Regions from separate parts of the Mus musculus genome. Here regions 1, 2, 4, 5, 6 and 7 are each linked to region 3. Evidence: chromatin contacts called from public HiChIP or PLAC-seq, Micro-C and promoter capture Hi-C data. All regions are on one chromosome and are shown on one strand. The core of a region is the stretch at or near the end of the contact, and the rest is flanking DNA. Distances in the headings are between cores, read along the strand shown.

What was found. Promoter capture Hi-C pulls out the DNA fragments that hold promoters and counts their contacts. Hi-C and Micro-C count contacts between places; a contact is called where the count stands out from the background. HiChIP or PLAC-seq counts read pairs in DNA pulled down with a chosen protein or histone mark.
Region 1: an H3K4me3 HiChIP or PLAC-seq map of embryonic limb bud shows a contact between it and region 3, with 15 times the contacts expected there. The contact joins the enhancer-like site here to the promoter of Plpp3 in region 3. A contact is called at or near these places in 10 of 39 promoter capture datasets (the C10 cell line, HPC-7-derived erythroid cells, cranial neural crest and 7 more), 2 of 15 datasets of contacts at CTCF or cohesin (large pre-B cells and stem cell-derived epiblast-like cells), 9 of 484 Hi-C or Micro-C datasets (cardiomyocytes, cerebellar granule neurons, cerebral cortex and 5 more), 15 of 115 datasets of contacts at active chromatin or transcription factors (the NIH/3T3 cell line, T-cell acute lymphoblastic leukemia, craniofacial prominence and 10 more) and 3 of 9 other capture datasets (adipose tissue, embryonic stem cells and pancreatic islet).
Region 2: a contact with region 3 is called in an H3K4me3 HiChIP or PLAC-seq map of craniofacial prominence, with 10 times the contacts expected there. The contact joins the enhancer-like site here to the promoter of Plpp3 in region 3. A contact is called at or near these places in 15 of 39 promoter capture datasets (the 3T3-L1 cell line, 3T3-L1-derived adipocytes, the C10 cell line and 10 more), 3 of 15 datasets of contacts at CTCF or cohesin (the NIH/3T3 cell line, embryonic stem cells and large pre-B cells), 4 of 484 Hi-C or Micro-C datasets (cortical neurons, nephron progenitors and uterus), 18 of 115 datasets of contacts at active chromatin or transcription factors (the NIH/3T3 cell line, craniofacial prominence, embryonic basal ganglia and 11 more) and 2 of 9 other capture datasets (adipose tissue and embryonic stem cells).
Region 4: a contact with region 3 is called in an H3K4me3 HiChIP or PLAC-seq map of embryonic limb bud, with 12 times the contacts expected there. The contact joins the enhancer-like site here to the promoter of Plpp3 in region 3. A contact is called at or near these places in 6 of 39 promoter capture datasets (cranial neural crest, frontonasal cranial neural crest, hippocampal neurons and 3 more), 1 of 15 datasets of contacts at CTCF or cohesin (stem cell-derived epiblast-like cells), 10 of 484 Hi-C or Micro-C datasets (cardiomyocytes, cerebellar granule neurons, cerebral cortex and 6 more), 16 of 115 datasets of contacts at active chromatin or transcription factors (the NIH/3T3 cell line, T-cell acute lymphoblastic leukemia, craniofacial prominence and 12 more) and 4 of 9 other capture datasets (adipose tissue, embryonic stem cells, liver and 1 more).
Region 5: an H3K27ac HiChIP or PLAC-seq map of heart atrium shows a contact between it and region 3, with 20 times the contacts expected there. The contact joins the enhancer-like site here to the promoter of Plpp3 in region 3. A contact is called at or near these places in 15 of 39 promoter capture datasets (the 3T3-L1 cell line, 3T3-L1-derived adipocytes, the C10 cell line and 11 more), 1 of 15 datasets of contacts at CTCF or cohesin (the NIH/3T3 cell line), 15 of 115 datasets of contacts at active chromatin or transcription factors (craniofacial prominence, embryonic basal ganglia, embryonic forebrain and 12 more) and 1 of 9 other capture datasets (embryonic stem cells).
Region 6: a Micro-C map of palatal mesenchyme shows a contact between it and region 3, with 4 times the contacts expected there. The contact joins the enhancer-like site here to the promoter of Plpp3 in region 3. A contact is called at or near these places in 13 of 39 promoter capture datasets (the 3T3-L1 cell line, 3T3-L1-derived adipocytes, the C10 cell line and 7 more), 1 of 15 datasets of contacts at CTCF or cohesin (the NIH/3T3 cell line), 14 of 484 Hi-C or Micro-C datasets (the 3T3-L1 cell line, MC3T3-E1-derived osteoblasts, the STO cell line and 8 more), 11 of 115 datasets of contacts at active chromatin or transcription factors (the NIH/3T3 cell line, craniofacial prominence, embryonic basal ganglia and 8 more) and 2 of 9 other capture datasets (adipose tissue and embryonic stem cells).
Region 7: a contact with region 3 is called in a promoter capture Hi-C map of the 3T3-L1 cell line, with 37 times the contacts expected there. The contact joins the enhancer-like site here to the promoter of Plpp3 in region 3. A contact is called at or near these places in 9 of 39 promoter capture datasets (the 3T3-L1 cell line, 3T3-L1-derived adipocytes, cranial neural crest and 4 more), 4 of 484 Hi-C or Micro-C datasets (the 3T3-L1 cell line, cranial neural crest, embryonic stem cells and 1 more), 14 of 115 datasets of contacts at active chromatin or transcription factors (craniofacial prominence, embryonic basal ganglia, embryonic forebrain and 9 more) and 1 of 9 other capture datasets (adipose tissue).

Annotation. Positions count from the first base shown.
Region 1 is chr4:106,037,845-106,041,559 of GRCm38.p6, reverse strand. The region is part of intron 5 of Gm30266 (a long non-coding RNA gene); the gene reads left to right. Among named protein-coding and RNA genes, the nearest start is that of Gm30266, 9.1 kb to the left of the region's middle. Within about 2 kb of position 1,294, at least 12 of the 459 cell types and tissues checked have an H3K27ac peak or open chromatin away from gene starts, as enhancers often do. A contact at or near this core is called in embryonic limb bud, where this site is marked.
Region 2 is chr4:105,967,847-105,971,444 of GRCm38.p6, reverse strand. No RefSeq gene overlaps it. Among named protein-coding and RNA genes, the nearest start is that of Gm30266, 79 kb to the left of the region's middle. Within about 2 kb of position 2,339, at least 14 of the 459 cell types and tissues checked have an H3K27ac peak or open chromatin away from gene starts, as enhancers often do. A contact at or near this core is called in uterus, where this site is marked.
Region 3 is chr4:105,155,512-105,159,163 of GRCm38.p6, reverse strand. Plpp3 (phospholipid phosphatase 3) reads right to left here and starts at 1,817. Exons shown (of 6, transcript NM_080555.2): 1 at 1,201-1,817. The coding sequence starts at 1,339. Gm29838 (a long non-coding RNA gene) reads left to right here and starts at 2,493. Exons shown (of 2, transcript XR_376486.3): 1 at 2,493-3,652.
Region 4 is chr4:106,065,416-106,068,955 of GRCm38.p6, reverse strand. No RefSeq gene overlaps it. Among named protein-coding and RNA genes, the nearest start is that of Gm30199, 9.4 kb to the right of the region's middle. Within about 2 kb of position 1,730, at least 22 of the 459 cell types and tissues checked have an H3K27ac peak or open chromatin away from gene starts, as enhancers often do. A contact at or near this core is called in adipose tissue and embryonic limb bud, where this site is marked.
Region 5 is chr4:105,992,980-105,996,626 of GRCm38.p6, reverse strand. No RefSeq gene overlaps it. Among named protein-coding and RNA genes, the nearest start is that of Gm30266, 54 kb to the left of the region's middle. Within about 2 kb of position 2,041, at least 9 of the 459 cell types and tissues checked have an H3K27ac peak or open chromatin away from gene starts, as enhancers often do. A contact at or near this core is called in heart atrium, where this site is marked.
Region 6 is chr4:106,142,535-106,146,578 of GRCm38.p6, reverse strand. No RefSeq gene overlaps it. Among named protein-coding and RNA genes, the nearest start is that of Gm30126, 20 kb to the right of the region's middle. Within about 2 kb of position 1,853, at least 13 of the 459 cell types and tissues checked have an H3K27ac peak or open chromatin away from gene starts, as enhancers often do. A contact at or near this core is called in 3T3-L1-derived adipocytes, adipose tissue, brown adipocytes and 1 more, where this site is marked.
Region 7 is chr4:106,013,262-106,017,110 of GRCm38.p6, reverse strand. No RefSeq gene overlaps it. Among named protein-coding and RNA genes, the nearest start is that of Gm30266, 34 kb to the left of the region's middle. Within about 2 kb of position 1,685, at least 3 of the 459 cell types and tissues checked have an H3K27ac peak or open chromatin away from gene starts, as enhancers often do.

The DNA.
Region 1 (3,715 bases), core at 45-2,544, 880 kb before region 3:
CTTATCTTAATCCATGGTCTAAGACAAGAATACTAGTAATAGCTCAAAATGCCTGAAGCTGGGACTTTCTGAAGAAGTGCATCTTAGCCAGGCATGCTAACACGTAGCTGGAATCCCAGCATCTGAGAGGCTGAAGCAGGAGGATTACAACTGTGGGCCCTGCATGTTCAGATTTTTGTCCTTCCAGCCCAGACAGAGGTCAAAGTTCGCTCTAACCACATTACTGTCTGCAAAACTGGAAGGGGAGCCGGCGGGGAGCTTCAGTTGGACCTATAATGTCCTGCCTTTTTCTGCTGGGGAGTGGGTCCGTATATTATTTATACTAGTTAAACATTTTTGCTCACCTGAAGTATTTCTTAATTTGAAAGCACAGAAGAAGCACGCAGCAAGGAAATGGTGCTTATTGACTCTCTGGGAGGCCTGCAAACCCTGGAAGGAGGCACCCTGCCCAGGGTGCTAGGAACTGGTGTGTTAGAGATCAATTCCAACAGTCATGTGAGACTTCAAGACAATATTATGTGGCAGAAAGAAGGCAGACTGCTGTTCATGAATTGGGGTCTTTATTTCCTATATGGTGTTCAACAAGTTTGAGAGAGAAAGAGAGAGAGAGAATGAGAGAGAGAATGAGAGAGAGAGAGAGAGAAAGAGAGAGAGAGAGAGAGAGAGAGAGAGAGAGAGAGAGAGAGAGAGAGAGAGAGAGAGAACAAATGGAAAAACCAAGTGGGAAAGGGCCCCAAACACATGCAGTTACTGCAAATGAGAAAGCTGTTCCCATAGAGCATCTGATTTTAAAGGCAGAGGAAGGTCCTAATTGTCCTCCAGGCCATGGGCCTAATTTATGGAGGGAAGGGCCAAGGAGGTAAATCTTTGTGTCATTTTCTGAGCCACCCAAAATAAGCCCATTAAACGACCTCCTATGAATGGAGGCGTTTTTCCCCCAGCGTTCAGTCCCCCAGCCCTCTCCCACACCCAGCGTCACCCTGGGCACCGGCCCCGAGATCCCCAGGGCACAGCTGACAATGGGGGCATTCAGGAAGGCCTTTCCCAACGGGATAGGAAGCCTGTTTTATGCCCTGTTAATTACTTCAACAATTTATAAATTCATGACAAACATAAAGTCCTCACAGAGATTGGATTTCAAATTGTATTTACCTGTAACAGAATCCCTTTTGTTTGTGATTCCTGGATTTATGAGCTGTTGCACAACAAAATGGAACTGCCCCTTGTCCCCCTGGAGAGCACTAGCAGGGGACCTCAAACATGCCACAGAGACAGAAGCCCAGTCAGGCTTGGATGCAGGGAATGCACATCTCTGGCCTCTAGTTCTTGATGCTCCTCTGTTTCAAAGCCCTGGACTTGGGAGTCCTGAGAGGAGGGAAGATCACTCTGGGTCAGATAAATTCTCTCCCAGGAGTGAACTATTTTGACTTTGTGTCTTTGTGGGACACCTCTGCTCAGCATCTTTATCTCTGTTTTCTTGTTTCAGGGACAGGGCTACCTTCTTAACAAAGCAGCCCAGATAATTGCCACAGTTTCTCAATCTCCTCACTTATCTTCCATTTGGACGTTAAGAATGACTTTCATGAATGTTTTTGCATTTCTGCTTTAAAAATAAAATCACTCAATGGTTTTTCTTTGCTTTCATAAGAATTTCACACTTCTGCATGAACCTGCAAGGTGCTGTGTGGGTCCATGCACGAGCTTTGTGGGTCCATGCACGGGCTGTGTGGGTCGGTGCACTGGCTGTGTGGGTCCGTGCACGGGCTGTGTGGGTCCGTGCACGGGCTGTGTGGGTCGGTGCACGGGCTGTGTGGGTCCGTGCACGGGCTGTGTGGGTCCGTGCACGGGCTGTGTGGGTCCGTGCACGGGCTGTGTGGGTCGGTGCACGGGCTGTGTGGGTCGGTGCACGGGCTGTGTGGGTCCGTGCACGGGCTGTGTGGGTCCGTGCACGGGCTGTGTGGGTCCGTGCACAGACTGTCCCTACCCCTGATTTCTGTTCAGCTGCAGCGGCCTCTTCTCTTCTTGTTCTCTCTTTAAGGTCAAGCTGCTTTAGTCACCATGCAGACCTTCTATGGCTGCAAAGATAAACCCAAGATAATCAGTGGGGAAGAAGAATGGCTCCTTTAGCTCACAGTTTAGGAGATTTTGGCCCACAGTGAGCCAGCACACAATGGTGTGGTGTGTGAGGCAGAGCAGACATACATTTCATGGGGGAGAAGTCAAAGAGAATGAGGTGGTGGCAGAGTGCCACTCACTATCTCCTTTAGTAATACTCCCAGTGACCAGGAGGCCTCCCACTAGACCCTCTTAATGATACTGTCACCTCACAGAGATAGCTGTGGCTGAGCCTTTAACACATAAACCTTTGGGGGACATTTCAGATCCCAACTCTTTTCCATTAAATAACTAACAGAAGAACCAAAGACTCCACTTGAGGGCAGCAATTGGCAGGAAGCTGTGGACCTGGAAGGCTGAGGCCATCTTAGCAGGCAGCATGGAGGATGCAGGGTCAGAACCCCACAGAGAGAGGGGACCTTGGTAGTGTTGAAAGAAGAGACGGAAGCAGGTTGGTTTCTGGGACTCTGGGAAAAAAAAAAGAACAGGGACTTCAGGAGAATTGGACTCTTGAGAGCATGAGAAAGGCCCTTCGGTGCTCTCCAGAGACCATGGAACTGTTGAAATGTGCTGTTTCAAAGGAGTTGGTCTCATCTGACCTGCCCTAGAGGCAGAGAGATGGAGGCGAGCGGGAGCAGAGCTCTCGTTTCTTCTGCACAGCCCTACTAGCTTTCAGTGAGTTCTCAGCTTCAGTAAACACTGTCTATGGATGTGAAGGTGCTAACTTTATGAGTCTTGGCAAGGAGCTGCTTTTATTTTCTATTTGGTGTCAGCATATCTGTCCTCTGTAAGATACATGGGGACATGGGGGGGAGGTGTTTTGCATCCATTTGAGCAAATCGTCCTCTTTAAAGAGCAGTTAAATTCTGCGGTAGTGGTGTGCTGTGGCTTTCCAATGAGCCTATTAAAAATGCACAATGCAATATTTTTCTTTTCTTATGGCAAGAACCATCTGCATAGAGATCTGTAGAAAAGAGTACATACTTCAGAGTCCACCAGCGTTTAGTAGTTCAGTGCACTGGCATCCGACCACAAGCAGAATGCTTTCCTCTGCTAGGTTTTGATGAGAGTTTCTGAATAGGAGGTTGCTGCGTAGAACTTAGAGCATTTCATCCACAGGTCTTAGGATCAACCACGTGAATTTTCAGTCTGTAAGGTGGAGCCAACACTCACATCTGCAGCCAGTTCTCCTTTGCATAAGATCGAAACAATCTAAGCACCAGATCTCTGTATTTTCTAGCAAAGAGCTAGGAGCAAAAGTTCCAGCCCGTTCAAGTTCAGGTTTGGGAGAGTTTGGGAGTTAGGATATTTTTATCTGTAAATAATACAAGTTTAGAACTCAAACCGCTTAAATGATGAAAGAGCTGTATCAAAGTAGTTATCACAACTTGTCACTGAGGCAGGTTCCAGGGCTTTTAGCTCAGTGCTTTCAGTGTTATCAAAGAACCCCAGAAGATTCTCAGCAGCCCCCAACATATCCTCACGTCTCATTTCTTGGCTTCCTTTGGTGCTGGACCCTCCTTCCCAGGATGTAGATACTACATAGGTGACCAGGAAAGTATATGAGTGACAGTAAGAAGTGAGGACTGGCCTCAGGATT
Region 2 (3,598 bases), core at 1,090-3,589, 810 kb before region 3:
ATTTTGTGCTCCCATAGAAGAAGAGGAGGAGAAATCTACGGCATCCGTGGGTAGACAACTTTAAAGTGTGTTTGCTTAATGTAACATATCTTTCCTTTCTCTTCTCCCTGGAGAACGTATAATTCAATTTTCTGGCATTCAGTGAACTCGCAGAGTCGAGTCAACATGGTTCTTGCCCTTCCTTAAAACTCCTTCTCTTTTCTTGTGTCAGCTCCGGGCCAGCAGCCCTTTTCTTCATTGTCTGATTAAGTTCCCCTTACCTTTTTGGTTTTTTTAAGATATTTTCTTTATATACATTTCAAATGCCATCCAGAAAGTTCCCTATACCCTTCCCTCACCCTGCTCCCCTACCCACCCACTCCCACTTCTTGGTCCTGGCATTCCCCTGTATTGGGGCATATAAAGTTTGCAATACTACGGGGCCTCTCTTCCCAGTGATGGCCGACTAGGCCATCCTCTGCTACATATGTAGCTAGAAATATGAGCTCTGGGGGTACTGGTTAGTTCATATTGTTGTTCCACCTATAAGGTTGCAGACCCCTTCAGCTCCTTGGGTGCTTTCTCTAGCTTCTCCAGTGAGGGCCCTGTGTTCCATCTTATAGATGACTGTGAGCATCCACTTCTGTATTTGCCAGGCACTGGCATAGCCTCATAGGAGGCAGCTATAACATGGTCCCTTCAGCAAAATCTTTCTGGCATATGCAATAGTGTCTGGGTTTGGTGGCTGATTATGGGATGGATTCCCGGGTGGCGTAGTCTCTGGATAGTCCATCCTTTCATCTAAGCTCCAAACTTTGTCTCTGTAACTCCTTTCATGGGTATTTTGTTCCCTATTCTAAGGAGGAATGAAGTATCCACCTATTGGTCTTCCCTCTTCTTGATTTTCTTGCGTTTTGCAAATTGTATCTTGGGTGTTCTATGTTTCTGGGCTAATACCCACTTATCAGTGAGTACATATCTAATGATTTCTTTTGTAATTGGGAGGTAACCCCTTACCTTTAAGATTCATCTTAAACCATTATCTTCTGGGACAACTTTTGAATGTTGCCTGTGTATTCTTAAAATCAACCTAATCAATAAGAACGGAAAACCTTTCCACAGCACCAGTTACTCTGGGTTTCTGAGTCATCCTCCCTATTTGGCCATGAACTCCTTGAGAAACGACCATGCCTAATCACTTTGTGACTCCTGTAGCTAGTGCTGTGTTTATACATAGCAATTATTTTGCAATGATGTTTAATAAGGAAGCAAATTGTGTTTATGGTCGTTGTCTATTTCCTTGGTTCTTTTGCAACATATTCTGTCAGTAATCAGAGACCCCTGTCAGAGGGGAAATGGAGGGTAAAATCCTAGCAGATCATTTGTCTTTTGTTCTCTCAATTTCTCATCAAACTCTAATGTGAAGGTGATGGGTGACAAGGGGTGGGGACCTGGAGGGGTGGCTTTTTCATCCCTCCTGTTTTCATTTGGAGCAGGGTCTTGCTTGTTCTTGTCTGGTCTGATGCTGTTGGATTTGATCCCTGCTGGCCTCCTGTAACCAGGCCTATGGTGTAATCTTACAACCTAATTAGACAATCATGCAGCAAGGCCGGCCCCTGCTGCGTGAGGCATGATTTATTTTCCTTTGCTGTGCTCAGGAAAGTAGAGACTGCAAAGTCACTTCAGAGGTCAAGCTGCCTTTTCCTTTGCCCCTAGTCAAGTCCCTACCCTCCTGCCTTCTGTGGCTCCTGAGTGGGGAAGGACTCCTCCAGATCTGAGTGAATGCAGGGTGGTCTTCTTTGTGGTACTCAGTGGCAGATGGGTTTATCCCCCCTGCCTTCTATTGTCCCTGCCCAGCATGGATTTGAAGGCCAATGCCTTCCTCACTTGGAGTCTTCAGCTCTGGAAGTGAACTTGGGCTTCCTTGCCTGCCTGTTTTTCTAATATTGTCTCTCCATGCCTGTGTTCCTGGCGATGAAGGATGAAGTATGTCGCTCCTCACACAGACACTTCCTGTTCCATCCTTTAAGCATAAGGCTCTCCTGTGTACCCCTCTCCTCCCTGGTCTCTTTTATCGGGAACTTGGATCTCTGTGACTCTTTAATAATTTGTTCATGCCTCTTCCTGGAAGCCTTCTATGACTCTTCCAGCCTGGAATAACATGGATACCATGTTTTATTGCTAATGCTTGACTGACAAATCATATCTTCCTACTGGACTCTTGGAAATTAAAGTAAAAGTGCTGTCAAAGTGCCTAGCAAGTTCTTGGCACACAGGTCCCAGGCAAATACGCCTGTTAAAGAAATGAGTCAAACAAGAGTTGCAGGGTGTGTTTCAGTAAAACAGAAGGGCAGAGGCCAATGATAGATGAAGAGGGGGTGGCTATGATTCTTTAGAACATGAGTGACACCTTGAGACCATGAGAGTACTCAGAGCAGAGAGCAAGGACTGGATTATAAGTTTGCCACACTAGGTTAATTTTTTTGTTGTTTTTGTTTTGTTTTTTGTTTTTTTTTTAATCCTTAGGCTAGTATGCAATATTTAATGCACCAGGTATGTCTTGGGGATAAAATTTTTAGGTGGGTCAATTCTTTAATTTCTATTTTATAGATGAGAAAACTGAAATTTAGGGAAAACCATCTACCTGGTCCAAATGTCATAGCAACTGTGGTAAACAGCATTTTAAGGTCTCTCTCTCTCTCTCTCTCTCTCTCTCTCTCTCTCTCTCTGGTCCAAATGTCATGGCAACTGTGGTAAGCTCAGCATTTTAAGGTCCCTCCCTCCCTCCCTGTGCCAAACTCAGGTTGGAAACAGAACCCCTCCCTCGTTGACACAGGGATCACAGCATACTTTGCCCTAAGCCTGTTTGATGACTCTCTTTCAAGTGAATGCTTAAAACAATGAAAACAAAAGTTTCCCATGTCCTGCTCGCCGTACAGCAGCCAGGCTGCGCTGGAGGCTTGAGGTGCTTGCTGACTGCTCTCAACAAGCCCAGCCAAGAAGCATTATTAATAATAAAAAAAAAAAGTGTGATGACTTCCTTCTGGAGGGGAGAAACATGAGTAATGAGGCCTAGATTTCAAGAGTGACAAGACTTGCCCCCACTTCAACCCCTTTAATAAATGTTAAACTTGAAAGGACAAGGCTCTTAAACAGCTTAAGATTCAGAACCTCAGACTTTAAAAAGATGAGGCCAGCCTTTATGCAGGAGGCTCCATACAGCTCCCATTGCCATAGGAAGATGGGGTGATGGCAGATGGAGTTCGAGGAGGACTCAGGATGTGTGATCTTAGTTCCTGTGACATTTTCTTTAGCATCAGCTATGAGTTTTAGTCTCTGTCCACAGTAATATCAAATGCTGTGGTTGCCCTGAGGAAGCCCAGGTCCTGGAGAGCTATTTTCTTGTGGTAGAAATTTGGCCAAGATCAATTATTTCTCTGGGCTTCAGGTTTGTTTTTTTTTTTTTCCTCTGCAAAATGAAGATAAGTATACCTATGTCACCTATGTCACAAGGCTGCTTAAGAGAGGAAAACAGATGTAAGGGTTCCTTCCAAGAGTGCTTTTCAGTGTGGATTGTTATTATCATACATTCTGCTATCCCTGACATTCATTCACTCAC
Region 3 (3,652 bases), core at 568-3,067:
TAAGAGTCTTCAATGAAGGAAGTTAAGCCAGGTCGCCACAGCCTGCCCCGGCTAACCCCCTTCCAAAAGGATGAAGCCTCCGTGCAGGAGTTCTTTCTATTTTGGGGGAACTTAACTGGGAACACAGATGTTTCTTCCGTTAGCCGTGTTGGCAGAGCGGCTCCTGGACGGCATCCGAGTTCTTAATGCAGGAAGGGGCCTCACAGACCATCTACTTGAATCCACTCATTCAACTGAGGAGGATACTGAGGCCAAGGGGGTACTTAGGTGGCACACCCAGCTGGTGGCAGAGGGGCAATGCTTTGGTGACAAGTTTTCCACACATTTACATCAAAAGTCGCTTTAAAGGAAAAAGTCCTATTTTTTTACTTCAACCCTGGATGTATGTCAATTGCTCCCCCCCCCCCCCCGTTTAATAAATCCTTTTTCTCCCACTTCAATTCCTGAGCCTCCCACCGCTCTTTCAGCTGAAACTTGCATCTGTTCTAATAGTTGAGCTAGCGCCTCAACTTTGAGGGAGTGTAGCTCCACTGTGGCCCCCAAGCAAGACTGTGGCAGGCAGCCTTTCTTTCAGTGGCCTCCCGGCACAAGTCAGGGAGTGAGCTAGTTTAAAGCTGATGCCCGGGAAGCGGCCTATCAACTGGCACACAGTAGGCGCTCAACAAGTGATGTGCTCCTCGCTGCCCAGCACCTGGCCCGGTAGAGCCGCGTTCCACCCTCTGGGGCTTTCAGCCAAGCGAGTAGCGAGTGACAAGGCCGGCTAGCGCGACTGGCCCTGCAAGGCAGCGCGACGGAAGGGGTGGATGTTTACATGCAGCCGGGACGAGCAGCGCCACTCCGGCAGGAGCCTGCCTTGCTCGGAGACCGAGATGGGTCTCACTCGCATCTGACTCGGATACAGAGCAGAGAGCCACAGGTTTCCTCCATATCTTGGAGCTCGAGCTCACACCTTCCGAGGTGCTGGGCCGGACTCCCAGCTGGAGATCACCCCTAAGGAGGTGGTTCCAGCTGCCGCGAAAGCACAAGCACGCCCCAACTTGAATTCGCAGGCCGGGGATTGGGGGTCCGGGAGGGCGGGGAGCTCGCGGCCAGCACGGCGCCCGGGGGTGGGGGAGATGGCTGCGGGACCCTGGGGGCTGACAGCGCAGCGGGGCCCGGGGCCCGGAAGGGGTTGGGTGGGACCCGTGGGACTGCGCTCACCCATGAAGAGGCAGAAGAGGTCCAGGCAGATGAGCAGCACCCGCTTGCTGCCGCCCTTCCTCGGGTTGTTGTTGAGCGCCGGGCTGCCGCCGTTCTTACTCTCAGGGACGATCGCCTTGTCGTACTTGTAGCTTTGCATGGCGCTGGCTGCGGGGAGCCTCCCGGGGCGATGCGGGCCGCCGCTGCTCAGGAGCGGGTATGCGGGCTCGGGACGCGGCGGCGAGAGTGCAGCCCGGCGGAGTAGTTCCAACTGCAGACGCGGGTAGGTTTCCCCTCTGGGCGCCTCTGCTTTCCTCTCAACCCCAAACTGTTCGCTAGTCCAAGGGGAAGAGAGCCAAATCCCGAGCAGGAACTTTTGCAGAACTGTGCTGCCCCGGACGCGTCCGGCTGGCGTGCGTCTGCGTGCTGGAGTTTGCGAGTGGGCAGCGTCGGCGTCCCGCCACGATCCTCCGCAGCTACTTAATGAATGGAGCAGCGCGGAGCCCTGCAACTCCGCAGCGTCCTGCAGCTAGCTCTCCTCAGCGTCTGCCCAACTCCAACTCTGCCTCCTCCTCCTGCTCCTCCTCCTCCTGCTGCTGCCGCCCGGGCTGCCGCTGTGATCGCTCGGTTTGTTTTCTGAGCTTATATTTCACGAGCGCCTTTAAAAAGCGAGGGGGGAGGAGAAGGACCTCCTTACTTGGCTCCAACAAGATTCAGAAAGCACAGCCCCTTCCTTAAGCTGCCTAAAACGTAGGATAATTAAGGCCACATTTCCCCCACCCCTTTTCCAAAAAAAAAAAAAAAAAAAAAATCGTAAAAGAAAAAGTTGTTCTCAAACCAGAGAATCAGGGAGCCCCTAGCGTTCAGAAACTCCAAAGCATCACAAAAGGGGAGGAAAAAAAACATATAAATAAAATTTTTTTTTCTTGCTGGCCTTTGATTAGAGGTGGGGAGAGGATCGGTGGGAGGTCTATAATACTAAAATGCTTTCTTTATTTACTTGTTTATTTATTTACAAATTTCAGCCTTGAATTGGATTATCCTAAAAATTCAATTTTCAAGGAAAGCTAGGTTGGTTGTTGTTTTGCTTTTAACGCTCAGCACCGGATAATTGTGCTAGATTCCGAAGATCCTACGGTGTAAAAGACTCCGGGCTGGGCGGTGGTGGCGCACTCCTTTAATCCCAGCACTTGAGAGGCAGAGGCAGGCGGATTTCTGAGTTCAAGGTCAACCTAGTCTACCGAGTGAGTTCCAGGACAGCCAGGACTACACAGAAAAACCCTGTCTCGAACCTCCCCTCCACCCCCCCCCCCCCCGAAAAAAAAAGAGACTCCAGAGCCAGACCCCCTGTTCTAGAATCCTATGTCTCTGTGCCTTAATTTCCCCGCGAGTAAACTACAGACACCAAAATATTTCTCCCCAGGCAGTCATGGTGGAGATATAATTGATTCTTTCTCATGTGCTTCTGCAGCAAAGCTTGCACAACAGAGGAGCTCGGTGAGTTGAGCCAATACTACTAGTTCTGAACGTGGGTAACCAAAGCCAAGCCTGCCCGCCTCTTTCCTAGTCCAGCTGGCCTCCGGCATACCTGAGCATTATTGGCCTTGACTTTCAAGGAATCTGATGTTTCCCTTTGAATACTTTTTATATGGTTTTATATGATTTTTAAAGTTGATTACTTTTTTATGAGCTGGTTTTTTGTTTTTTGTTTTTTTTTCCTTCAAGAGAATCAACACTTGAAGGGTCAGGACCCTCCCTTACATTTTCCTTAGTATCAAGCTTGGAGCACAGTACATAGCATACAAATGCACATTTCTTCCAAGGGTCTTTATAATACAGAGGTGGAAATGGCTCAATGGTTCTAGCATTGTTGTTTGTTTGTTTGTTTGAGACAGGGTCTCTCTCTCTCTCTCTAGCCCTAATATGTCTTAGAACTCACTATGTAGACCAGGCTGGCCTCAGACTCACAGAGATAGATCTGCCTGCCTCTGCCTCTCGAGAGCTGGAATTAGATGCAGCTGGTTCTAGTTTTTATAAAAAGATTATTCTATCTAGTATTCTATATCAGTCTATACAGACTAGTGTTTTGCCTGCATGTATGTCTGTGTGCCATATGCTCGAAGCACTCACAAAGGCCAAGGAGGGCTGTTAGATCCCTACAACTGGAGTTACAGATGACTGGGAGCCACTGTGTGGGTGCTGGGAACCCAATCTGGGTCCTCTGCAAGAACACTAGTTGCTCTTAATCACGGAGCCATCTCCCCAGCTCCAAGTCCTAGCTTTTGGATGGATAGTACAAATGATATCCGACTGCCCTAGTGGGCCACTCCATAACTCTGTATCCCACCGCCAGCCCTCTTGAGTATCCCTTTTATTGCCTACCGCTTCGGTCCCACCCCTCTACCTACATCATAAACCTTCCTCCCCTCAACTAGCACACTGTTTCTCCTCCGGTGCACCCTGATCTTTCACC
Region 4 (3,540 bases), core at 481-2,980, 910 kb before region 3:
AGGACTTTAAGTACCAAGCGATAGCATTATTATCCCCACATTTCCTACAGACATATAAACTAATGATTTTACTAGAACTGATATTCCTACACGCCTAAAGGATTCAGAGGTTCATTTGAAAGTGCTGCCTGGATTGCTTGGGTAGAGGTGAGTCAGTCCAGATCTCCAAGTGAGTCTTGAGACAAGATGGTAGGTGGAGCTGAGGTGATGTCTCTATGGGTAATGTCTAAATGGGTGATGCCTGTATGGGTGATGCCTGCATGGGTGATGCCTGCATGGGTGATGTCTGTGCATGGGTAAAGGTGTGAAGGAGTTGGGAGAGATGGGAGCTAAGCGTAGTCAGATGGTGAGCGTATGAGGGGAAAACCAGTATTGTGATTTCACTTAGAAGTTGAAGGAAGGTCGCAACTGAGCAAAGAAAGGTTGTAGCTGCAGAAGAGAGAGACATGCTTTAAACCAGGGCTGTCAACTAGGGCTGGGTTTCCTCTTCTCTACTGCCCCCCCCCCACTTCACCCTAACCTCCCCAGGACATTTGGCAAATTCTTTGCACATTTCGGTTGTTACAATGGTTGGAAAGTCGCCTCCACTGACCTCTTATGGGGAGAAGTCAAGAACACTGGGGAGCTTCCCACACGGCTCAGCCAGGCCTCCTACAACAGAGGCAAAGCCCCAACAGAATCAAGGTCGAGGAATAAGGCTTTAAATTAGACAGTGGTGTTGCTACATCCGTTTTCATTTTTTGTTTTGATAAAGGAAAACTAGAAGTTGTCCCAAGACAACTGGCAAACTGCTAAATGCTCCAACTACCTCATTTATTTTGAATGTTTATTCTTCTAAAGCAGACTCAATAATTTAGCATTTTCCCTCTCTGTTTTGGTCACTTGTTTGTTTGCTTAGATTGTCTCAGACAGAATCTATTATATAGCCTTTTTAAAAACAAAAAACAAAAAAGCCTCCTGCCTTAGCTCCCATGCCGATATGCCTGGTTCATTTTGCTTGATTTTGTGTTTTAAAGTTTTATTTTTATTTAGATGCATGTTGTGCATCTGTGTGAATGTGTACCAGATTCATGGCTACTGATCTCCTGGAGCTGGAGTGATAGGTGGTTGCTCATGAGCCCTCTGACCCAGGACTTAAACTCAGGTCCTCTGGAAAAGCAGCAAGTGCTAGTCACTGCCAGACCGCCTCCCCACTCTTCCTTATTTTGATTTTTCCCTGTCCCACCACTAGCAGACCCTTGGTGTGGTTTTAGTCTATGTGAATGGCTGGCCTTCAGAGTTGTGCACAACATGAGGTTTGCTTGAAGGGATCCAGTCACTCAATGAATGCCAGGTGGAAAGAACCGAGCTAATGGTTGTAGTTTAACAGGGTAGTCTTTCTCCTCAGCATTCAGCAGAATCCACACAGGAGCTCAGCATTTGCTGATTGATTGGACAAATAAATGAATTTTGGACAGTGCAAAGGATGAGTGAGCTAAGTGGGTACCAGCTGGTGCTGAGGGAGACACTCATTAGAGCCCCAGCAAGGTACCACGCTGCCTTTCCAGAGCACGGTGGAAGGGAAGCACACCGTTCTCGCCAGGGCCCTCTTGGCCCGCACCTTAGAATCCAGGCTGGATTTGGAATCTGGAATCTGGAAAATTACTAGGTTTCTGGTCTCCTGTGTGCTCCGTAGTCTTATCAGTGAAGCTTTGTCAGTGTTTCCACTGTAAACCTGGGCGTGGGGCTAAGTGGCCCATAAAATCTTACTCTAGGCGAAAGCTGGCAGGCAGCAGCCTGCTAGGATGCAATTAGTTTGGCTCAAGGAGGCTGCGGTTGGCTTCTTGACTTAATTGGGAGAGCACAACCAGGAAATGCCAAGGCTTGCTTGGTGCTCCTTCTGTCTCTGAGGACATGGATAGAGAGACTTCTGTTGCAGGGTAGAAAGTGGGCCAGGGGTAGGGGTATGGAGAGGAATGCCCGCCAGTGTCAGGGAAATGTACCTGTGTGGGTACCAAAGGCTAGCCCCACACTCCTTCCACAGGTCTTCATGCCCCTGTGATTAACTCCTCAAATCTTTAGGGTCTGCTTCTGTACTTGTGCAGGGATATTCTGAGATAGCTGCAGGAAGATGAAACCACCATATTTAGTCTCTCCTTGCATGGATGCCCTCTTCTCCTCTTCAGTCAGTGTGGATGGCAACATTTACTACTGTGCTCAATACCTTCTATTGTTGGGGAATATGAGGGATCCAGGTCTTACACAGCAGTGATTGGCGTCTCAATTGCCTCATGTCTGTCTGTCTGTCTGTCTGTCTATCTACTCTCCCTCTCGCTCTCTCCCTCTCTCCCTCTCTTTCTTTCTCTCTGTTGTATCCACATGCAGGAATACTGTGGCATGCCTATGGACAGTCAGAGGACAACTTTAGAGAGTCAGTTTTCTCCTTTCACTGTGTGGGGCCAGGTTTGAACTCTGGTTGCTGGGCTCGACAGCAAGAGCCTGCCTTTACTCACTGAGCCAGCTCTTCATCCCATTTCCTCATTTTCAAAGTGGGAAACAAATACTGAACTTAGGGCATAGTGATGAAATAGAAATGACATAATTTGTAAAAATGACTATAAAAATAGTGGGGGATAGGAAGGCGAGATAGACTAATAGACACATGCAGAAGGAGAGAGAGTGACAGTGAGAGAGACAAAGAGGGACACACACACACTCACGCACACACACACACACACACACACACACATGCACACACACACACTCACGCACACACACACACACACTCACGCACACACACACACACACACTCACGCACACACACACACACACTCACGCACACACACACACACACACACACACGCACACACACACACACACACACACACTCACGCACACACACATACACACACACACACACAGAGAGAGAGAGAGAGAGAGAGAGGGAGATTTACACAGTGGCCAGTGGCCGTGTTCCACCTGTACTAGAGTGACTACAATCTTAAAGTCATGAAGCTGTCCTCTGGGCCAGCCGCATGTGACAAACACCTAAGGGTGTGGAGACCATGGCCGTGAGGGTGAGTAGATGGTGAGCAAGCCAGGGAAGACTTCACAGAGGAGGGGTGGGATTTGGACCTGACAAAATGGGTTACACATTTCTTAGGCAGAGAAGCGAGGAAGTCACATTGGTATTAAGTGTACGTGGACTAGAAGGACACAGAGGACCCAGTCACAGGTGCCTGGTAGAGAGAGGAGCTGGGCGAGCAGCTGAGAGAATCCATGCTTTCCTCCCCTTCCTGTCCCTGTTCCTTGTCATCTTGCTTTTAGAACATCTCAGATCCCCATAGCCACTAGTGGGCAGATCAGTGGGCAGACCAGCCCTGGTAACTAGTGGTTAGACCAGCCCTAGTCACTAGTGGGCAGACCAGCCTGAGGTGGTGAGAAACCCTAGTGGTTTTAGCCTGTGAGAGGCCCCAGCTGGGTCTTACACCCTCTGTGAGGCTGTCTTTTTCTGAGCTCCTCTTCCTCCATATCCCAGGCTTGCTCAGCTCTGCATCCCAC
Region 5 (3,647 bases), core at 792-3,291, 840 kb before region 3:
TGGCAGTTCTGTCATAAAAGGAAGGAAAGGGGATGAATACAGGTGAGTAGGGTTCGTTTTAAAGCTGAAGAAACTGAGGAACTGAAAATGGACATGACTTGTCCCTGGCTCAAGGCCCTGTGTGGACTAGCTCACAGGTCTGCTCCTCTGGAAAACTTCTAGTTATCCTGTTGATAAATGATAAGCCCGAAGCTTGTTGATAAACAGTGCAGTTGTGACGAGAAATAAGTTGTGTTAAGAATGAAGACAGATCACTGTGAAAGGCCAGGTCTGGGGAAAGAGAGAGAGGGGAGACATGAGCAGAATCCTGCTGGAGACCTTTAGCATCTGTGTGTGAGGGCAAGCTCAGCTCTGCAGGTCCCTCTGCTCAGCTGTCGTTCCCTGTCACCTGGTCCCAGCTGCCTTTCTTCTGACCCACTCCTTTTTTTCACAGAACTTGCCACGGCTAGCCAGGGTCACTCAGGGCCCAGGTAGGATTAGAATAGCCTGTCCTCACCATGGCCCAGGAAGCAACTGCTTGTCATTCAGAGCAAGTTGGGTGGTCTCTTCTGCAGCAGGACCCCTGACCCCTTTTCTCACTCAATGGTTCATTGCTCTTGGGTGCCCCTAGGCTCTGCACCCCCCACCTGAGTACTTGGTCGATTATTTTACAGGAGATATTCATAAGCTTTGGCTCCCTAGCTGGAACACGCCAGCCACAGAGGACCAGCACCCTCGTAGCTCTGTGCTTCTCGCAGTCAAAAACCTAGTCCTGGTTTCCCTTCAGACTAGAAAATCTCTGAGCGTGGTGATGGTTTTATGTGCTATTCCTTTCATTAGCAAATACAAAACTTTCTTCCCTACAGAGATCAGTGTCCGCTCACATCAGTTGGCATGTCAGCCAGGTTTCTTAGAGCTGAGGTAGTTTGTGACTTCAAAACGGACATTCCTCTGACCCAGTTCAGGAGACCAGAAATCCAAGATGGAGGTGTGGGCTGGGCTGCCTCTCCTGTTGGCTTGTGGATGGCCGTCTCTGCCTTCTCCTCCTCGTGTTCTCTCAGGCTTCCTTTTGTCTGCAACCATCACAACCTTCTATGAAGACAGTTGATGTTGAAAAACATCCTGATCCCTTGGACCTTAATTGACTCCTTTGAAAGCTATTTTTGAATATGGTTATTCAGCAGTGTTTGGGATCAGGAGCTAGACTAATGAGTTATGAAAAACCTAAGAGTTTGTATAAGACTAGTGTTTTTATTCTCTTTGCCTGCTGAAGAGACACTTCGTAGTTATCATTGAAGAGTCTCCACGTGGCTGGGTCGTGAGCAACATCTCCGTCTTCTTCAGTATGTTATTTTTAAGGGAAAAGAGGCCTAGCTGGTGAGCTAAGAGAGCAACATTTCTAGAATCCTGAGACTGATTTTCCTAGTTGGATTTTGAGAGGGATGCCGTTGTGATACAGCTGAGAACGAGCACTGATAGTAACCAGGAACTGTGTCTCTATCTTCCAGTGCCTGGGAACATGCTATCAAAATGAGAGGAAACCTGTGTAGCCTCAGGAAAGAAAGAAGCAAGGAAGCGAGTGAGCACAGGTCCTTCTCTGATGTGCTGAGAGAAGTTGGGGAATTTGTAACTGCAATAGGAAGTGGGGAGGGAGCTGTTTTACCAGAAGCCATTATTCCCACCACTCCACTTTTCAATATAGGGAAAGGGAACCCAGAAGGGACACAATTCAACGATAACACTGGGATAAATCACTGTAGTGAAGAGAAAGAGGAAGGTGGATTCGGACTCGGATGAGGAGCATTTGTGTCCTCAGGAAAATGACTGCCTCTGTTGAAGGAAAGTCTAGGGAAACTCCCCTCGGAATTCTCTTAAGTCTAAAGCAGAGAACACGTGGCAGGCAACACTCACGTGACGACGACCATATAAAGCAGTGGCCGATGTACGGAGCAACATATAGTTCAAAGTTAATTGCCGCTTCCGGGATGGCGAGGCAGCACAGCACCAATTTGTTCTCAGGCTTTCTTCCTCCCGCTGGGGTCAGAGAGCAAGGCGCCACGTTCCTCATTTGCCTCCAATAATGACCAGCAGAATCAAAACTTTCCCACCCAATTAAACATTTGGGTGGTTGGGATTTGCCCAAGGAAAACAAGCGTGTGCTCACTCAAATCTTTTATTTGGAAAATGTTTTTCAGCAGAGAGACCCAGCCTTCTTGTCACTGCCTGGCTCTGGGATCCTGCTGTTAAAAACCAGAGCAGAACTTTAGGAAAACAGAACAACTTGGATCTCAACATGACAACCTCTCAAGGCTGTTAAATTCTTTACAGCGTTGACAGGATGTCTTCAGTGTGTGTGCTTTGGGTTGCTCCTCACAAGGTCTCTGTGAAGCTGGTGAATAGAGAAAATGGATCCCCAAGATTACAGCTAGGTCCCGATGCTGGTACTTCCACTAACTGGCAGAAAGCTCTTTGGAGACCTGAGTTCTTTAAGATTCAATTGTCTCCTTTATGCAGTATGATTCTCCCAGGCTTGTGTCAGGGTGCCTTGGTATATGAGATATCTAAAAAACAAAAACAAAAACAAAAACAAAAACAAAAACAAAAACAAAACAACAACAAAAAACCCTTACTATTTTATTTGGTTTATTTAGAGACAGAGTTTCTCTATGTAGCCCTGGGTATCTTGGAACTCTCTCTGTAGACCAGGTTGGCCTCAGGCAGGCGATCTTCCTGCCTCTGCCTCTCAAGTGCTGGGATGCACTTGGAGCATCCAAGGCATGCATCACCACCACTCAGCTGAGGTGTATTATAACATTTAAACTAGGGCCAGTGTGCTGTCTCAGGGGTCATGATGCTTGGACTTCTGATCTCTGGGACCCATGTGGTGACAAGAGAGAGCTGACTCCTGTGAGGATGCTAAGACAAAAACTGACCACATTTCTTTATTCTGGCAACCCTGTACTTTCATAACCATTGGACGGATTTGCTTTGCACATTGAGTGAATGCTCCCCCCACCCCCTGTGTGTCCTAAGTACAAAATGAGTTCCCAGGAAAGGTTTGCTATTGGCATTTTTAGATTTTGATACTTTCTCAAAAGCAAGACACATATTAGCTTCCTTGCGAATGTTTTAAACTTTCAATTATGTTTGACTTCCAAAATCCTCTCCTGACTTCCAACCAGAGGAGAACTCACATCAGACTATTGGGAAATACCAGGACGGGTATGTTTTGGACACTGGCTTTCTGTGACTCCTCAAGTTAAGGCACATTCTTTCTCCTGGCCTGGCCCCTCATCTGCAGGGAGCATGTTGGGCTAGTCTAATGCTCCTTGGGGCCTCTAAGACTCTATATGGGCTCCCCACAAACCTTTTCCTAGAGTCCAGTAAAATGCCTTGCCGCTTAAAAGGGGAAATTTAATCAGATTTTTTTTTTGATCCATGTGCACTTAACTAAACAAAACCCACTTTCTAAGAGTTCTTTGATGTTCTCGCTGCCTCGGGACCCCTCTTTTTAAGGGGCATTTAAAAGGCTTTTTTCTTAGAAACAGGAAATCAGGTTTTGGCAAGAAGGAAAGAAACTCCAACACACCAAGCCTTGGGGGGGCAGTTGGTTTGTTTTCAGTGAGCGGGGTTCCTGAGGGTCCCAAGATTGGCAAGCACTGACCTAG
Region 6 (4,044 bases), core at 604-3,103, 990 kb before region 3:
AAAACAGAGAGTTTTGTACAGCTAGATTCTGAGACTCTAGAGGTCAAAGGGCATATTTTTTTCAGTGTCCAGCCTTCTATGTCCTTGGAAAACAAGTGGCTCAAACAAACCACCTACTTTTATTTTAAAAAAAAATCAATGCCAGCTTTATTTTTGAGAAATGGCTATTTCTTTATTGATTCCTAGGTTTCAATCATTGCTTGAGCATCCTGTCTGCCCAGTGCAGAGGGTATCTTCACATGACATGCGGTCCATGGGGTGCTTAATAACGTCATGGTAATCATGAAGCCAAGAGCAGAAGTGTTTACTAGCTTGTGAAAAGGCCAAGCATGGGCACCGTGCTTCCTAGACAGCTGACTCCTTTGTCTTTGTTAGGTGTTCTAATATTAGGTGAAGACGCACCACTACCACACAGCCCACACAGCTCTTATAATGGAAAACATTTAATTGGGGAATGGCTTATAGGTTCAGAGGTTTAGTCCAATATAGTCATGGCAGGAAGCAAGGCAGCATGCAGGCAGACATGGTGCTGGAGAGGGAGCCAATTGTTCTACAGCGAGATCTGTAGGCAGCAGGGAGAGAGAGAGAGAGAGAGAGAGAGAGAGAGAGAGAGAGAGAGAGAGAGAGAGAGAGAGACTGGGCTTGGCCTGAGCTTTTGAAATTGCAAAACTCATCCCCCAGTGACACATCTTCTCCAACAAGGCCACACCTCCTAGTCTCTGTCAGGGAGCACCAATGACCAAGCATTCAAATATCTGAGCTACTGGAGGCTGTTCTTATTCAAAGCAGCACATCTTTCTACATGCCGCCTTTGCAGTGCCTCAACAGCTTCCCTTTCCTAGAGTTCTGGTACTGTTGTTGAGAGTCTGAGAGTCGGGTAAGTCTTTTCATGGGAGTTTGATAGGATGACCATTCTCTCTACATATGGGAGGAAGTGAGCTGCAGTCAGCTCAAGACCCATAGCTGGGGAACCAGGAGCCAGGATGCCTGTAGCTGTAGGGGTCGTAGTATCTGCTTTCTGTTAAAGGCAGTGGTTCTCAACCTGTCAGTTGTGACCCCTCTGGGGGTCAAATGACCCATTCACAGGGCTGACATATCAGATATCCCGCATATCAGATATTTACATTACAACTCATAAAAGTAGCAAAATTACGGTTATGAAGTAGCAGTGAAAATAAATTTAGGGTTGAGGTCACCACAACATGAGGAACTGTATAAAAGGCCCAGTATTAGGAAAGTTGAGAAGCACTGGTTTAAGGCCTTTTTCTTGTCAAGGGGCTGAGCTGGAAGAGCTGTTGAGATGGCAAGAGTGGTATCTCAATGATACCTGCTTTTTGATGTATTTGGAAAATATTATTATAAAGGACTAGTTATAAGGGGGGGAAATGTACTTGTAACTCACTTTTTTAGTTTGGTTCTTCATTGCTAAAACACTGCCAAAAGCAAACTGGGGAAGAAAGTGTTTCTTTGGCTTATACTTCCAGGTCACAGCCCACCATTGAGGGAAGCGAGGAAAGGAACTGAAGCAGAGGCCACGGAGGAATATTGTTTACTGGGTTGCTCCCTCTGCTTGCTCAGCTGCTTTCTTACACAACCCAGGGCCATCTGCACAGGGCTGGCACTGCCCACAGTGGCCTAGGCACGCCTCCATCAGTTAGCAATTTAAGAAACTGCTCCATAGACATGCCCCCAGGCCAAGCTAATGAAGACAATTTCTCAGCTGGGATGCCCTCTTCCTAGGCGTGCTACGTCTGTGTCCATTGCTAACCAGCAGAGCCACCTTGGACAGAGAACCACAATTCTATATCCATCCAGATAGTTTCTCGTGAGAGGCTCTGCACATGTGGCCTATAAACAGTTGCATCAGACCCTGGCAAGTTTGAGAACATAAGTGTCTTATCCTGATTTCAGCAGAGGGAGGCTCCACTTACACATAATTTAAAAAATTTAAACTAAAATTAAGAGTGTAATGTCATGCCTTTTGCATTTTGAAATTTTTTTGGCTGTATGTCCTTCTTATTTTACATATACATTCCTGAGTGGAGCAAGGCTGGATCCCCAATTATATGTTCTCATTCATATCTGAGTGTGTCATAACATGCTGGGATGTTACAACATTTCCACTCATCACTTTTGTCTTTCCTGCTTGACTGTAATTTGAAAGGTTGGGATGATGGCTGCTTGCACCCCATACTGCCATCACGTCTTTCCAGTCTTTTCTCTTTTTTCTTAGGTATTTTCTTCATACATTTCAAATGCTATCCTGAAAGTCCCCTATACCCTCCCCCTGCCCTGCTCCCCAACTCACCCACTCCTGCTTCCTGGCCCTGGCATTCTCCTGTACTGGGGTATAGAATCTTCGCAAGACCAAGGGCCTCTCCTTCCAATGATGGCCAACTAGGCTATCTTCTGCTTCATATGCAGCTAGAGACATGAGCTCTAGGGGGTACTGGTTAGTTCATAATATTATTTTACCTATAGGGTTGAAGACCCCTTCAGCTCCTTGGGTGCTTTCTCTAGCTTCTCCATTGGGGGCCCTGTGTTCTATCCTATAGATGACTGTGAGCATCCACTCCTGTATTTGCCAGGCACTGGCATAGCCTCACAAGAGACAGCTATATCAGGGTCTGGTAGGCAAAATCTTGCTGGCATATGCAATAGTGTCTGGGTTTGGTGGCTGTTTATAGGAAGGATCCCTGGGTGGGGCAGTCTCTGGATGATCCTTCCTTCCGTCTCAGCCCCAGATTTTGTCTCTGTAACTCCCTCCATGGGTATTTTGTTCCCCATTCTAAGGAGGAATGAAGTATCCAGTCTTGATGTTAATTCAGTCCACATCTCTGATCCTGAGAGTGTCAGCCTGGAACCTGTGCCAATGGCCCTGCTGGCTAGATATACCTATGGACCTCTGTGAATGCCTTCAATCTTTTGGGATTCTATTGATACTAGCCCTGAAGTGAGGACACACATAGTTCACCATATATGATAAGGAGTGAGGGAGACCTTTATGGACCAGAAGATTCATGGAGGTCTCAATTTCCCTTAAGAGAAGGACAAAAAGGTACCAGATGGCCTTGCCATGGCCTCAATTTTTTTCCCCCACAGCTTCCTCAGCCATGATGGGGACTGTTGAGGGGAAAGGGTCTTGGAAAACCATTTACAGGAGTCAGTACCACATTTCAAGCTCTGGACATGGAGGGATGGGGCAGACAATGGCACATGTCTGTGTTCTTCATTGTTGTAACAAACGTGAGAGGCAGAGGGAAAGCAGTAACATCTACCGTCCTGATCAAGCATTTGTAACGTCTTCAACGTGTGCTATAAACTATTCTATGGTATGTTGGTGGCCTCTCCATCTTACTGTGTGGCACACTTATCCACTAGATTGAAGACATTATATAAGTGAGACCTAGAAATGCCAGATTTCCTAGAAAATTTGTCAAGATGGCTTTGTGCTAGGGGCAAGCTTCACACACCGTAAGACTGATCTCCAGTTTTGCTGATTTAAGAGCAGAGCTGGCCAACTTTTCCTGTAAAAGGCCACATAGGGGATAATCTTAGCATCGAGTCCAAGGTCTCATTTGCCATTACACAGCTCTGGAGAGAAAAGGCAGCCATGGACAAATGTAAACCAGCGAATGTGGCCGTGTTCCAACAAAATTTTATTATCCAAAAGGACTTTGGGCAGTTCTTAGTTTGCAGAGCCCTGAACTGGAACATGTCAAAAATCTCTAAAGATGGCCAAGTCATCTTCCCTGTGTGTCTGCCCACTAACAGAGTGACATGGTGTTAGTGTCTGTCTTAGATTGGGTGTTCTATCCAATTACTGTAGACTGTGAATTATTATACAGTGAACATTTAGTTTTCATGGATTAAGAGGCCGTAGATCAGGGAGCAGGGTGCTAGCATGGTTGGATGTGGGTGAGGGTCTCTTCCAGGCCGTGACCTTTTCATTGCATGCTTCTACAGTAGAAAAAAATCTTGAGAGCTGCAGGGTCTTTCACAAAGACACCAACCCTGATCGGACAGCTCTACCCCACCTTTGTT
Region 7 (3,849 bases), core at 436-2,935, 860 kb before region 3:
TTTAGTTCTAAGGCTGAGCTCGGAGACTGCACTTCCAAGGCTCATGTTGGAAAGCTTAGTTGCCAGCTTGAAGCACTGTTTTGAAGACCATGCAGTCTTCAGGAAGCAGAACCTGCCTGGTAGAAGCAGGTCACTAAGGGTGGCTTAAAGGTTAGAGCAACTGCTGACTCACTGACTTTCTCTGCCTCTTGGCTCCTCTATTGGCATGCTCCAACTGCCATGAATTCTGCTGTGCCTTCCCCCCTCCATGGTAGACTAAACCATCTGAAACCATGTGTCTCAGTTTAGGGATTCTATTGTGATGAAACACCACACTGAAGGCAACCTATGTCATCTTACAGCTTGTAGTCCTTCATCCAGGGAAGTCGGGGCAGGAACTCAAGGCAGGAGCTGATGCAGAGGTCATGGAGGAGAGCTGCTACTAACTTGATCAGCATGGCTTTCTCAGCCTGCTTTCTTATACCATTCAGGACCAGTTGCCCAAGGATGGCACCACCCACAATGGGATGGGCCCACCTACATCAATCATGATTCAAGAAAATGCCCTACAGACTTGCCTACAAGGGAATCTTAAGGGGGCATTTTCTCAATTAAGATTCCCTCCTTCCTGATATATCTAGGTTTGCATCAAATTGACAAAAACCAACTAACACTCCTGATCCCAAATCTGCTCTTTTTTCCTTACATGATTCTGTTGTGGCAATGAGGGAAGGCGCTAACACAAGCACCTTATGTGCTGTGGTACAAACACCCACTGCATATCTAACCCTGGCTGAAACCAATGGAGTCTTACATTCCCGACTAACAGAGGTAAGAACAGAGACTCAGAGCATGTAAATAGCTTGCTATCTGCTGCATGATTGGCTTGGGTGGAGCTGGAACCTGCAACAGTAGAGGACACCCACTGGAATTACATCCGACCCCTCCAAAATAATCCCTGTCTTGTGGTCTTGCTGATGACCTGCAGAATGGTAACCTCTGTTCAAGGAAGCTCGCCCAGTGATTGAGATGCAGTTCCCTACCCAAGAACTCCAGTATACAGCATCCATCTTCTCTGAGCCCCCCCCCCCCGCCCCCCGGTTTCTTACTTTAGAAATCTAAGGATCTTTGAGAGGATCTAAAAGGCTTAGGACTGTGAAAAAGCCCTGTGGATCCGGTGCAGGGGTGCTCAGTAATTGCCCACTTCCTTGTCCCAGCAACCAACAAGTGCCTAGAGGCCTCAGGTCCCTTGTGTGTGTACATGACCCCACTTTGCTAAAGACCCAGAACACTGTTTTCTGGGCTTTGGGGTTCAGTTTCCTGATTGTTTGTTATTATTCTTAATAGAATTCAGGAGAAGGCCATGAGTGAGCCAGACATCTGTGATAAATCTGCTGGATTTTTTTTTTTTTTACAGGAAAGACTTCCCAATTTCACTGCAGTCTATATTTCTTGCTTTTCTTTCCAGCTACCACATGAGGAGGAAAATATCTTGCTTGAATTGATGAAGAAAAAACAACCAGCAACAACCCAGAAAACAACAGCCTGTTGGTGTCTGATGAACATCAAATTAGGAAGCAGTAATGTCACATACAGCAGAGCGCAAACACATTTGGGACTCTCCAAAACACCATCTGCAAGACGAGGAAAGGCAAGGCGAGTCGAGGCTAGGCAAGGCGAGACAGTCTTTGTTGTAAGCCCTCGAATTCCAGATGTGCTCCCAACTGCTTCATGTGTTACCTTATAGAAACCTCTTCCACTGAGACAGGAGCCTATTGCAGTTATCTTACAGGGAAGAAATCAGAGGATCAGAGAGCTGGTTTGACATGGCTGAGGTGGGTGTATGTGCAGGGGTTACACCCACTTGGGCTGGCTTCAAAGCCTCAAGTTTTAGCCCCATCAGTGTCTGCTCCATTCTTTTGTTTGCCTTCGCTATTTACCAAAAACCTTAAATTAGTTTCATGGTAAAAGCAAAGAAGCTTTACAAAGGCCATATCAAAAATAGACAAAAGTATGATTTTATTTCTGTCCCCAGGGCCTGCTACCATGCCTGAGTCAAGTTCAGTAAGTTGATGACAGGCCACACATAGACATCAACCCACATTTACCAGCAGCTCCAAGTTTTTCTTTTAAAATTTAGAACTTTGTACAGGAGAGCTGCATCCATCACTCAGTACTGTGTTCCTTTCCCCCTCCCAACTCATCCTGAGACCTGTATGTATGTGTGTGTGCACATGTGTGTGTGCATGTGTGTGTGTTTATATATCTGTGTGTGTATGTGTGTATGTGTGTGTGTGTGTGCATGTGGTGCATGTGCATGTGTGTGTGTGTGTACACATGTCTCCATGGCTGACTACTTGGGATTGGACAACCTATGAGGGAGTTATCTCTGATGGAGATAGATTCTTCCTCTCTCTGGTACCTGTACCTCTTCATGTGTGTGGTGGGGGATCATGTGGATTTTCCCCTATTCACCTTGGCATGTCAACTGGTATTGCCCTTATGCGTTTTTTTTTTCCCCCAGAGTTCCATGTTATTGAGAGTTCATGGATACAGCATCCCTAATCAATTTTCATTTTAAATTGGTAAATAGTAATTCTATATTTCTATGGGGAACAATGTGATATTTCAATACATGTGCATAATATGTAATGATAAAGCCATGGCGATTGATATTCATCACCTCAGATATATATGCTTGTGTTAGGAATACTCAAATTCCTTTCTAGCAGCAAAATTTTTGGGAAATAATTATTGTTATACACAGTTCTATAGCAGCGATATAGAACATCACTTGCCTCTTTTATCCAGCTGCAACCAGTAGTCATCCTTTTCTATCTATTGGTGTTCTTATTGATAGTATACACACACACACACACACACGCACGCACGCACACACACACACACACACGCACACACATGCACACATATACACATACACACACGCGCGCACACATATACACACACTTATACACACACTTACACACTCACACACATACACACTCACACATACACAAACATACACACTGTCTCCATGTATATGGAGCACAGAAGATGCTATGAGGGCAGACAGGAGGAATGAGTCCTCAGGTCCAGGATTACCGAGATCGCTCACTGTCACTGGAACCCAGTAGAGAGACATGGGATTTCTTTTTACCATCAGAGCCTCAGAAAGGAACCAACTCTGCCAACACCTTGATTTCACGCTTTTCACCTCAGGACTGTGAGCAAATAAATTTCCATCACTGAAGCCTGGAAGTTTTTGGTAATCTGCTATAACAGCACTTGTTTTCCAAGAAACCAACAGGCCTATAATACAGGGATTATTTTTTACTCTTCAGAGAAAAAAACAGCCCAAGAAAAGGTTGATGACATTGTCCAAGGTCACAGAATCAGCACATGCTTTAGCCTGGATTCTTCCCAGTTCCAGCACTGGTTTCCCAGGCCAGCAACCTGTGCAGTTGCCCACCCAGGTCCTGCATGAGAAGCCCATGCTTCCTCTAATGGACAACTCTTCCTACATCGAAATCCTTAATCCATTTTGGACACAGACCCTGCACTTTGATTCTGCACTAGGTTTTGAAAGTCCCACATCTGATCCTGAACTGGCCTCTCTGGCCCCCAGGTCTCTGCTTCCCCCTCATCATTTGTAGTCTCACAGCTCACACACATCCTCTGTCTCTATCTGACCCCTAGCCACAGCCCCTCACCCAAATATTCCCATGTATTAACCTGAATAATGGTCCCCAGAGATGATGTTATCTCCCTCCTCAAGGCTTCTGAGTACGTACCCAATGTGATGGGGCGGGGGTGGGGTCTTAGCACATGGGTAGTTGATATGGATTGGTCTGGTGGGGCAGGTGTAACCAC